2 separate regions of the Mus musculus genome follow, and region 2 is linked to region 1. A link is a contact called in public Hi-C data. All regions are on one chromosome and are shown on one strand. The core of a region is the stretch at or near the end of the contact, and the rest is flanking DNA. Distances in the headings are between cores, read along the strand shown.

Region 1 (2,700 bases), core at 19-2,518:
GCTTCCAACTGCTGGGTAAAAGGATCACAGCTGTGTGGCCCAAACACAGGTTATACCTTGCTGGGGATGGAGGCCCAGGCTTCATACAGGCCAGGCTTCATACAGGCCAGGCAAGCCCTCTACCAACTGAACCACATCTCCAGTCATGAAGTTTGATTCTTTTGTGTCAGTTAGGTCAATTAGTCTCTTTTACCTTAAATCTATGGTTAATACTTTCCTTTTATTTGTCTGACAGTTCATAGGCTTCCAATTTTGAGGGGCTATGGTCATGCCTTGATATAAACAGAATGCTTACCATCTTATTACCACTCTCAAAGATCTCTCTCTCTCTCTCTCTCTCTCTCTCTCTCTCTCTCTCTCACACACACACACACACAATTACTAGATGACTTCGGTAAAAGTCCCTCACCTTCTAATAAGACCAAGCTGGGAACATTCCAGATCCAATCTGAAAGAGGGTAACGCATAGCACTGTGAAATATCTGGAGACCACTGCAGATTCCTCTTGTATTAAAATTTGTTGCTGCTACTTAAATTTTTAAGTTCTCCAGTATTTCTCAACAATCCACAAACAGTGGTTTAAGTCTGTAACATGTTGTGAAATGTAGGAGAAAGTGCCTGTTTAAGTAGGATGGGGAAAAAAATCTAGTTACAACTGTGTTAAAAACCTAAGGTTTTCCAGGTCAGCAATGGAACCAGAGCCCAGGAAGAACCACTGGGAGTTTGGAAAACATTAATATGACTTCTTTACATTTCAAAGATGCCTGACCTTGCCTCATGTAGAAATAACTTCTTGCATAATTATATGTAACCACAGGACTGGGCAGACAGTACAGTGCTTGTCTTGCAAGCATGAAGACCTGAGTTGAACTCCTAACACCCTTGTAAAACTCAAGATGTTGTGGTGTATGCCTGTAATCCTAGGAATGGGGAGCTGAGTGGGAAGAGAGTAGGACCCCTGAAACATGATATTTAGCTGTCCTAGCCTACTTAATGAGCTAGTGAGAGACCTTGTCTCAAAAAAATTTTTTTAAAGAATAATACCTAAGCTTGTGGCCTACACATACATATGAACCCCTGATTACATGAATCCAAGTTTTCTTGCACTGAAAGTTGTATGCCTTGTTATCCAAAGGGTATCCCCTATCTATATGTATACACACATGCATTCACATATGCTTGCTTTCTTGCACATGGTATCATCAGAGACAGTAGGTGTCATAAAAATGAGTAAGAACAGACTTTCATTTTCAGTATTTCTGAATGTTCTGCAAGTAGTTGAGAGAGCTATGAAGGGGAGGAGGAGGGGCTGCTGACTTGAGAATTCTTCATCATCCTCCATCAGAGCCCACACCCCAAGCACTATTATAATAGTCTACTCTCTGGTCAGTCCCTGTATTTAGCGTGTTGCCTATTCTCCTCAGTTTCATTCAACAGACTTGGAAAATTACATCTTCCTTCTAAGTTGACTGCCACAAACCACCAAGTAGACCAAAATTGTGTTTTTGCCAATGTAGTTTAATCCTATTTGAGGTCTCTCCATGGGCCACCAAGCCCCTGTCATTATAACCTATCCTGCTGGGTTAAGTTCAATCCTGCTGGATTTTGGACAAAGCCTGAGCAGCCTTTGCCCTCATCTACTTTTAACTGTGACTTATGACATTGAGCATCCTGCTCCAGGACTATCGCTGATAGAGTATGATGCTCACTTCTTCCACTGCCTGTTGGTGTGGCTGACTGGAGTATCAGTTTCCTCATCAGTGGAACCCAGCAGAGGCTTTCAGATTCAGATGAAACAGAAACAGGTAATTCTGACACCTGCCACTGACTTATGCTTGAGAAGAACTGTTACAGCAACTACCAATGAACTGACTCCTTCAAGGTTCAGGGCTCTCTCGTCTTCCAAACTGCACTTGATCTTTTAGAAAACCTGGCCCCAGTCTCTTTTCTTGGGAAGCACTTCTGGCTAACCTGACTTTTCTGTGCACATTCCCAAGTTGCCCTCTGTGTCTATACATTATATACAGCACACACAGTATTTATACAGAGTGTACTATATATACAAATATATATTTACCAATGATTCTCTTACTATCTTCAAATTTCCCCATGTAACATATGCTTTATTTTCCAACACTGTTGCTTCTATTTGAGAAATTTTAAAAACCCACATTTCTACTATTTCACCTATCGCCCGCATAAAAAATATTCACAAAATACATGCGTAAATATATATTAATCCTCAGAAGTCATTTAATAATGATACAGAACTCATAGATTTCTGATCTTCTGAGAACTCAGCACTTCTTTGGGGGCTCAGCAACTTCAAAAGTTTCTAAAAACATGTGAATTATACTGATCATAGTTTAATGCAACCAGGAAATTAATTTTTTAGATGCTGGCTTTGAGGTTTTCAGGCAGTGGATTACAAGTATGAGAATTTGCTATTCCTAATTCCAGGAGCTGAGACGAAGGTCTGTCCTGCCTGGCAGCCTTAGCCCCTCTTCACCTTTCCCTCGGTCACCTCAGACCACCCTGATTCTCTCTCCAGAGCCTTGAAGTTCCTTTACATCTACTCTCCCAGATGTTGGAACTTTGGGTCAGTATCCCAACACTCATCTAAAGATCCTTCTCTGAGACACACACACACACACACACACACACACACCTCCAGTCTGTCACTCTTCCACTGTCCTGCCT
Region 2 (2,700 bases), core at 62-2,561, 230 kb after region 1:
AATGCCATTTGCAAAAGCCTAGAGGTGTGAATGTATGTGTGATACATTGAAAGAACAGCCAGTAACTCTACTGCAGAGCATGTAATGCCTGAAGCAGAGAAGACAAGCTAGGTCATGAGCAGCAAGAGGGAGCAATGAGTGAGGGCTGAACTGTCTTGTATTAGGATTGGCAGTTCCTCCTAGTAAGATTGGAAAATCCCTAATCTTTACCCCAACTCTTCCACAAGACTTCCTGTGCCTCGTCCTTCAGTGACTTGAGGTGTCATGTTGGGTTGGCACCTAGAGGGGGGCCTCAGAGGAAAAAGGGATGGTGATGGGGGAGAGAATGTGTGAGAGGGGACTGAGAGTAGGCGGGTTATGATGGAGATGTAAAAAGAATTCTTTAAATAATTTGTTTAAAGGTTGTAAAAACCACTGCTTGGCTAAAAAGCTGCCTTCCTCACAGTGTGGGGACATTCCTGGCTTCTCACTTGGATGGTGTTTACCCCCCCATGTGCTTTCCTTAACTGTTTCTTCAAACCAGTTTGTCTTCCTCTTGGGCACCCAGAAAGACCACAATGCCTGCACTCTAACTACATGAAGCTTCATCCCTGAGTTCCAATGAGATATTTCTAGTGAAATGGATACCCCTTCTAGAATCATCTACTGGAGAGCCTCCAGACCCCAAAGCTGGCAAAGCCCAAGGTGGAAGAATTCCAGGTCCCAGAGTCACTTCATAGGAGACTGTGTACCCATAACAATTGGACAGTGACCCGGAGATTAGTGAGGGAGCTTTCCTTGCTGAGAAGCTGGGCATGGGATTTTTCTGCTATAGCATTTAAGCTAGCAGGTAATCTACTGAGTGGGAAAGTTCTCAGAAAACAGGTAGGGGCTAACAAGACATTGAGACGCAGTGTTCGGCGGATAAACACCAATACCACTTGCTCACTTTCCTCTTGAGCTAAGCTCACACCCTCATACTAAACTCTCCTAAGCTCGTTGGTGGCAGACACTCAGCTGTCCCTGACGTCATTCCACCCCTGGCTGACCACTTCCTTCAGAGTACAGGCCAGCTGCATGGAACCAGGCCTTGAGGCAATCTCTATGGGTTCAGTCCTGCTTCCAGGAGAAGACATTTATCCCAATACATGTCCTCAGGAATCCCTTCCAATTTCCCAGCCCTAGGAAAAGAACTGACATCTAGGAAGTAAGAATGCATGACTATGTCTAAATTTGATTAAGACAAATGCTGGATTTCAAACTCAGGACCAGGCATGGAGGGGGTTCTGATGGAGTCGAGGTTTCGGCCTGTCATGACTCACTTTATTCTTCCTCTTTCAAACCTATGATGTGGTGTCTGAGGTGTTTGCCTGACTTTAACCTGACTTATTCTGTATATACATATATTTGTTTAGGAGGCATGTAGTGGGTCTGAGCTCTGTGCTCCCTGGAAACAAGCCTAGATGCAACTGATTGACATTCTTCCACATGAAAAATCAGACCTAGTAGGAAATAAGGACAGGAAGAGCACTTTAGGAACAGGACCCGGGCCTGAGATGGGTGGTCCCCATGTGATTTCTATAGCTGTTTCCCTGACTATGGTGTTTAGCAAGAGCTCAGTTTTATGTGAATCCAGAGAATTCTTCTAGAACAAATACTCCAAGATTCCCTTATATTGTTCTGAGAGGCAATTTATGAATTCCTGGTTAACAGCACAGCATCAATTTAGATAACAGCACAACATCAATTTAGATAGCTCTTGCCTTTTGCTTCTTTCTTTCTTTTCTTTTCTTTTCTTCTTTTGTTTTCTTTTCTTTCCTTTTTTCTTTTTTCTTTTTTCTTTCTTTCTTTCTTTCTTTCTTTCTTTTTTTTTTTTTTTTTGTGAGTCTTATACATCTCAGGATAGCCTCAAACTCACTACACAGTCAAGGACGACCTTAACCTTCCGGCACTCTCACCTCTACCTACCTGTCCAGGGCTAGGATCTCAGGAATGAGTCACCACACCCAGTTTATGCAGTGCTGGGGCTAGAACCCAGAGTTTCACACATACTAGACAAGCACTGTAGCAGCTGAGCCCCAGGTAATTCGTTATTGAAAGAGTCCAGAACTTTATTTCATGCGGTTTTATTGTCATGCTCTAGTCTCCTGCTTCCATTGCTTCACTAGTAACTGTTGAAACCTGAGACAAGAGATAGCTGTGAGTACTTTCGTCAAAATGAGAGCTCTGGAGTCAGAATATGGGAAATGACTCAGTGTTCTGGAGTCAGACTCTTAGGACAAAACACTGACTCTACCTCCAGGAAGGCTCTTGGGTGAGGCACTGAACCTCTCTATGCCTCAGTTTCCTCCTCTGGCTGGAGAGATAGCTGAGGCATGAAGTTTGTATCATCTATAATCATCTATTTCCTTCTCATTTGCAACTGTCCCAGGAAACAGCCTCACCTCATACATTGGTGTTTGGCCATGTGACTTACCCAAATGGCTCAGGAACAGAGAAGACATTTGCTTCCTCCAAATAAATAGGGGATTTCACAGGTGTGGAACATTCTCACCAGCCTCTCATGATCTGACCCCCATGCTGAGGCCATTAGCAACTCCAATAAAGCAGTACCTTGAGTGTGGACAAGGAGACTGCTGGAGCAGATCCAAGATGAGTCAGTAGTTCTGAGAAGGTCCAGAAACATTGTAATTCCCTGAATTGAAAATAGCAAATAAGGGT

The links. A called contact is a pair of places that touch in the nucleus more often than the background predicts.
Region 2: a Hi-C map of Th1 cells shows a contact between it and region 1, with 3 times the contacts expected there. The contact joins two enhancer-like sites. A contact is called at or near these places in 1 of 39 promoter capture datasets (liver), 1 of 484 Hi-C or Micro-C datasets (Th1 cells) and 2 of 115 datasets of contacts at active chromatin or transcription factors (CD8 T cells and bone marrow-derived macrophages).

The regions. Positions count from the first base shown.
Region 1 is chr8:128,419,378-128,422,077 of GRCm38.p6, forward strand. All of the region lies in intron 3 of Nrp1 (neuropilin 1), which reads left to right. Among named protein-coding and RNA genes, the nearest start is that of Mir1903, 61 kb to the left of the region's middle. Within about 2 kb of position 1,269, at least 28 of the 459 cell types and tissues checked have an H3K27ac peak or open chromatin away from gene starts, as enhancers often do. A contact at or near this core is called in Th1 cells, where this site is marked.
Region 2 is chr8:128,645,645-128,648,344 of GRCm38.p6, forward strand. No RefSeq gene overlaps it. Among named protein-coding and RNA genes, the nearest start is that of Gm26002, 4.0 kb to the right of the region's middle. Within about 2 kb of position 1,312, at least 34 of the 459 cell types and tissues checked have an H3K27ac peak or open chromatin away from gene starts, as enhancers often do. A contact at or near this core is called in Th1 cells, where this site is marked.